Linked DNA regions of Mus musculus: region 1 is linked to region 2. Evidence: chromatin contacts called from public Hi-C data. All regions are on one chromosome and are shown on one strand. Each heading gives the region's core, a stretch centred on a gene start, on an enhancer-like site or on the middle of the called end of the contact. The rest is flanking DNA. Distances are from core to core; before and after follow the strand shown. Region 1 holds the start of Snf8 (SNF8, ESCRT-II complex subunit, homolog (S. cerevisiae)). Region 2 overlaps Zfp652os (zinc finger protein 652, opposite strand).

What was found. A called contact is a pair of places that touch in the nucleus more often than the background predicts.
Region 1: a Hi-C map of embryonic stem cells shows a contact between it and region 2, with 1.7 times the contacts expected there. The contact joins the promoter of Snf8 here to the enhancer-like site in region 2. A contact is called at or near these places in 7 of 39 promoter capture datasets (the 3T3-L1 cell line, the C10 cell line, embryonic stem cells and 4 more), 3 of 484 Hi-C or Micro-C datasets (CD4 T cells and embryonic stem cells), 6 of 115 datasets of contacts at active chromatin or transcription factors (the 230-238 cell line, bone marrow-derived macrophages, craniofacial prominence and 2 more) and 3 of 9 other capture datasets (adipose tissue, liver and pancreatic islet).

What each region holds. Positions count from the first base shown.
Region 1 is chr11:96,033,600-96,036,299 of GRCm38.p6, reverse strand. Snf8 (SNF8, ESCRT-II complex subunit, homolog (S. cerevisiae)) reads right to left here and starts at 1,415. Exons shown (of 8, transcript NM_033568.3): 1 at 1,233-1,415; 2 at 931-981. The coding sequence starts at 1,286.
Region 2 is chr11:95,702,970-95,705,671 of GRCm38.p6, reverse strand. The region is part of intron 1 of Zfp652os (zinc finger protein 652, opposite strand); the gene reads left to right. Among named protein-coding and RNA genes, the nearest start is that of Zfp652os, 8.4 kb to the left of the region's middle. Within about 2 kb of position 1,426, at least 27 of the 459 cell types and tissues checked have an H3K27ac peak or open chromatin away from gene starts, as enhancers often do. A contact at or near this core is called in bone marrow-derived macrophages and embryonic stem cells, where this site is marked.

The sequences.
Region 1 (2,700 bases), core at 166-2,665, 330 kb before region 2:
GTGAATCCCATTGGCTTATGCTTTCCTAATGCAACTGCAATGTTATTAGTAAATAAATATCAGTGGGCTGGAGAGATGGCTCAGCGGGTAAGAGCACTGGCTGCTCTTCCAGAGGTCCTGAGTTCAATTCCCGCACCACGTGGTGGCTCACAACCATCTGTAATGTCATCTTGGTGCCTTCTTCTCGTGTGTCTGAATACAGCAACAATGTACTCACATATATTAAATAAATAAATCTTTTAAAAATAAATAGATAGATATCAGCATTCGTTTTTGTTTTGTTTTTCAAGACAGCACGGTGACTCTTTATAGCCATGGCTATCCTGGAATTCCCTCTGTAGACCAGGCTGGCCTCCAACTCAGAGATCCATCTGTCCCTGCCTTCCCGAGTCCTGGGATTAAAGGCGTGTGCCACCTCTGCCTGGCGAAATGTCAGTACTCTGAGGAAAAATTATCATTTTGGTTTTTAAAGAAAGTTTAAATTTTTGCTGTGTTGAGCACGGCTTCCAGCACTTGTGCATGTCAGGCAAACGCTCTAACGCTGAGGTACATTCCCAGATCACTGGATGAACTTTTTAAATCTAGGTTGACATGGAATTGTAATGAGGATTGAACATGACCATAAGGTTGGGAAGGGTGGCATTTGCTCTGATCAGACTGAGGCTGGACAGGCTGGGAGCCCAGCCTTAGCAGCAAAGTGAGACACCATCTTTAAAAAAAACAAAAAGAGACAATAACCAAATAAAATAAAAAGGGGAAACGCACAAGTCTAATCAGTCAAAAATCTTAGCTAGTATTACTAGCCATTCTCCCTAAATCTGGATTTGCCTGACATCCTATTTTTAGTTCAGTGGAGACGATCTATACCAAAGGTATATTGGCCAGCCCTGGTCCATCTCCCTTCCTGTCTGAAGCCTTTCAGTCACTCACCTGGGCCAGCTGGTCCTCAGCCAGGACAGTCCCTCGCTCCTTATACTTGGCCTGTCAGACAAAAAGACCGGCATGAGTTGTGACAGTGATCGCCAAGGCTCCCATTGCGCTGCCACTGCCTTAGTATTAAAGATATGTCTTATGCAGTGACTTAACCAGCAGCCTCCTGACACTCCAATCACTCCTCCCTGGGCTCCGGAGAAACCTGTCTTCTACAGATTTAGGGGACTAGAACTCCATTCCGGGAGAATTCAGTGTCTCGAGGGCAGAGCAGGCTCCATCCCGGCTTCTTTCGCGCTCACCTCTGCGAGTTTCTTCTTGGCAATGGCGCCAGCTCCCACCCCGCGCCGGTGCATCCCCACCCCGGGCCCGCGGGCCGCCCCGCAGCCCCGACCCCAGCTCTCCGCGTCCCAGGTTCTGTCGCCAGCTCCCAACACGGAAGCCGGGTGCCGTGCGTCATTTGAGCGCGCCGGAAGTCTCGATATTCACTTCCTGCCGCGGAGTCGAGGAGTTTCTTGCAAGGGCCCCAGTCCCCGCCCTAGCTGGGGGCCAATTTCCAGGAAGTCCAGACGACATCGCAAACGCTAACCCCATGTCCTATTTTAATTCCCCATGCATCCTACCAAGGTGGGCTCCTGGAGAGCGACAGATGCTTCAGGGACATGACCAAGAGCTGTGTTGGCCATGGAAGGTGCCATTTTTTTTTTTTTTTTAGCAAGGGTCTCTCCATAACCATGGTTGGTTGGTCTGGAACTATGCAAGCCAAGCTCACTTCGAATTCAGAGTTCTCCTGCCTTTACCTCCAAATGTTGGGATTAAATGCATGAGCCACCAAACTCATGGGTGCTACCTTGAGCAAAAACCGAGAATAAAACGAAACCTTAGATTAACAAAAAAAAAAAGGCGGCAGCATCTGATAGTTTTGTGCCACGCACTGCACAACTTGCCTTGTTCTATACTTGTTCAAAACCCTCAAGTTCGTGAGTTGGTATTGTATTTCACAAGGGATTCGGGAATCTGCCTTAAATTACTTAACGTCATGAAATAGGACTAGCTATGAGTCAGACAGTCTGACTCAAATTTGGGTTTTTTGGAGGGGGCGGAGTGGGCTAGGGGGAGACAGAGTTTCTCAATGTAGCCTTGGCAGTCCTAGAATTCACTTGCTCTGTAGACCACACTGGCCTTGAATTCAGAGATCTTCCCCATCTTGAGCCACCATACCTGGCCCTTAGCTGTAAAATCTTAACCCAACTCAAGAATTTCTGCAGAGGAATTCAATAGGTAAGTTTGATCAAGTCAGGGTTTGTTTATTCCACCTAGCAGACAGGCTTACTGCATGAACTTCTAAATTTCTCCCTAACACAGGCAGTGTTGTGCCTAGTAAGAGCTAGTGGTGAGGTTTTAAATACAATCGTTATGATTAAAAACGATGTTTATAGACAGTCTTTTACAGTGGCTGGCTAGGAGGAAATACATTACACAAACGAAGGGAGGAAAACATGTAACTCTGTTTGAGACTTTGACACTCTCATCAGATATTCAAGATGCCACAAATGTAAATCCAAACTTTTCCTTTGCCTTCTTTTTTTTTTTTTAAGATTTATTTATGCCGGGCAGTGTCGGCAAATGCCTTTAATCTCAGCACTTGGAAGGCAGAGGCAGGCTGATTTCTGAGTTCGAGGCCAGTCTGGTCTACAGAGTGAGTTCCAGGACAGCCAGGTCTACACAGAGAAACCCTGTCTCGAAAAAAAAAAAAAAAAAAAAAAGAAG
Region 2 (2,702 bases), core at 177-2,676:
ATCTAGGAAACCAGAACGGGTCACTACCAAACCAGTCGAGTATAAATTAGCACACTGGGTATCTGGCTGAAACATTACCAAGTCTTCAAACAGCCCGGCGGAATGTCACCCACAGTGTTGCAGAAATCTCCGGGTGGGGTGGGGGATAAATAAATAGCATTGAAGAATTAAATAAGTATCCATAGCTGGTAGTGGCAGCTTATGTTGGTAATCCCAGCACTTGGGAAGCTGAGGAAGGAGGGTCACCAGGAGATTGAGGCCAGCCTGGGCTACATTGTAGCTCCAGGCAAACCTAGTGTGCAGAAGCAGGCAGATCTCTGAGTTCCAGGCCAGCCTGGTCTCCAGAATGAGTTCCAGGACAGAGCTACAGAGAAACCCTGTCTCAACATACAAACAAAGAAATCATTTACTCTTTAACATCCAGAACAAATCTCAGCAGAAAGGAGAACAGATGTAGGCAGCTTCCAGCCTTTGTTTCCTTCTGCCAACAGAGGAAGCAGGCGAGCCTCATCCGGAGGATTATAGTATCTCGTGTTCTCATGCAGAGATTCCCTAGTGCTCTGCTCGAGTGTCTCCTTCCTTCCTATGCTGATGAGCCTTATAGTGGGCTAGGTTCTGTTTTTAGCACTGAGCAAGATATTTGCAGTTTACTGAAGGGTTCCTCCTGTCCTAACTTTCATCACTGCTACCCCATATAACCTGAATAACTAGGGAGAAAGCAAGGTATTTTTGTCTGTTTTATAGACAAGAAAACCCAAGTACAGAGACCATACTCCGAAAAAAGTCTTGGGGAAAGAAAAAAAACAACCCACTGGTGTCGTCATAGCCCACACCAGTGGTTTCTTTTTTTTTTTTTTCTTTCCCCAAGACTTTTTTTTTTTTTTTTTTTTTTTTTTTTAGTGTGGATACCATGAGTGCCCACATGTATGCATGTGCACCATATGCATACCTGGTGCCCAGAGGAGAGGCTCAGATCCCCCTGGAACTGGAATTATAGCTGATTGTGACTTACCACATCGGTGCTAAGACTTGAACTCCAGACCTCTGTAAGAGCAGACCACTGAGCCATCCCTCTAGACCGTACAACCATCTCATTGAGCCACCCTGCTGTGCTACCAGACACCTCAAGCTTCACTCTGGTTTCTTCACTGTTTCCTGTTGTGTATGCATAGAATAGTGACCCCCCCCCCAAAGGCCCACACCCACTTCTCTGAACCTTTACATCTGCCACTTTACATTGCAAAAGGGATTTTGCAAGGTGACAGAGTTCACGGGTGTGGTGCTTGTACTAATTCTAATGGACCTGGTGCCATCCCTGGAGCCCCGTGAAGACAGAGGCAGAAGAGTGCTGGAGTCTGAGATACAGTTAGGGAAACAGGATTGAAACCATGTGATGCTGGCTGTGAAGATGGAGGATGTGAGCTGAGGATTGTGGGCTGCCGGGAGAAGCAGAAGTGAGCCAGCAAGGAATCAGTTCTCCCTAGTAGCCCACGGCAGCCCAGTGAGACTTCACATGTGTGTCTTCTCATCTTACCTGGTGTGTGGCGATTTGCTAGAGCAGCCATAGGAAATACATCCAGCTCTCCATAGCTTACCGTGGAAATCCAAACTCTTTTGCAAGGCATTTCGGGACGTGCCCAAATGTGAGGTCAACTTCACTTACCCCTGACTCCTCTAATGCTGCACACGTTGAACATCTCCAGCATCTGCAACAGGCCATGCTCCTTTGTCTAAGTGTTCACCCATGCCACATCTTCCACCTGGAACACCCCATCTGTACTTGTTTACCTGGCTGAGAGCTCCAATGACCGCCTCCTCTGGGAAGCCTTCCCTACTTCCCCCACAGGGCCTTGGGCCACTTCCTTTGTGTTCTGCTACATCTTGTATTCAGTCTGGTTAAAGCAGGGCCTCCCTGGATTATAGGCTATTTGAGGAGGCTAGGGTTTCCTCTTTCCTCTTTGGTATCCTTTAGCCGCCATAAAATGGAGGCTACCAAGTACAAGGGCTCTTCCTTGACTTCCACTGTGCCCTGGCCCATTAGTGTGATACTCCCACCAATAATGTTCCCTGGGTAAACTACTACTTTCTTCTTTAACAAGAGATGAGGATAAAGGAGATGGTGCTTCAGGTTTAAGAAAAAAAAAAAAAAAAAAAAAAAAAGGTTCTGGACTGGGATGCAGCTCAACTGGTAGAATCCTTGTCCAGCACACAGAAAGCTGTGGGTTTGGTCCCCAATGGTGTATAAACTAAGTGTGGTGGTGCACGCCTGTAATCCCAGCACTTAGGAAATGAATGCAGGAGGATCAGAACTCATGAGATCCATTCCAAAGAAGGAGAAGGAGGGGGCGGGTGAGGAGGAGGAGGAGATTATAATAATCCAACAGTCCCCAATGTATATACAACTTCCTCTCCAATTCTCAATTCCTCGGACTGAGAAGTGATTCTGGAGACAGCTTCACTATAAAGAGCAATATCTGTCATGTTCCTTATGTCGCCAACATTCACGCTGGTCTTTAGTCTCGGGTGAGTTCTTCCGTGTTGACAATCCTACAGAAAGCTTTCAGACGTGCTTCGGATTCCCAGTTTCTTCCTAAGGTGTGGGAAGCCACATGTGCCGTTGCAGAGTGGTGCTGGCTACTGCTGGCCACCACGCATAAGTTTGGACAAACAACCAATGTGTACATATGCAGTAAAGCTTTTTG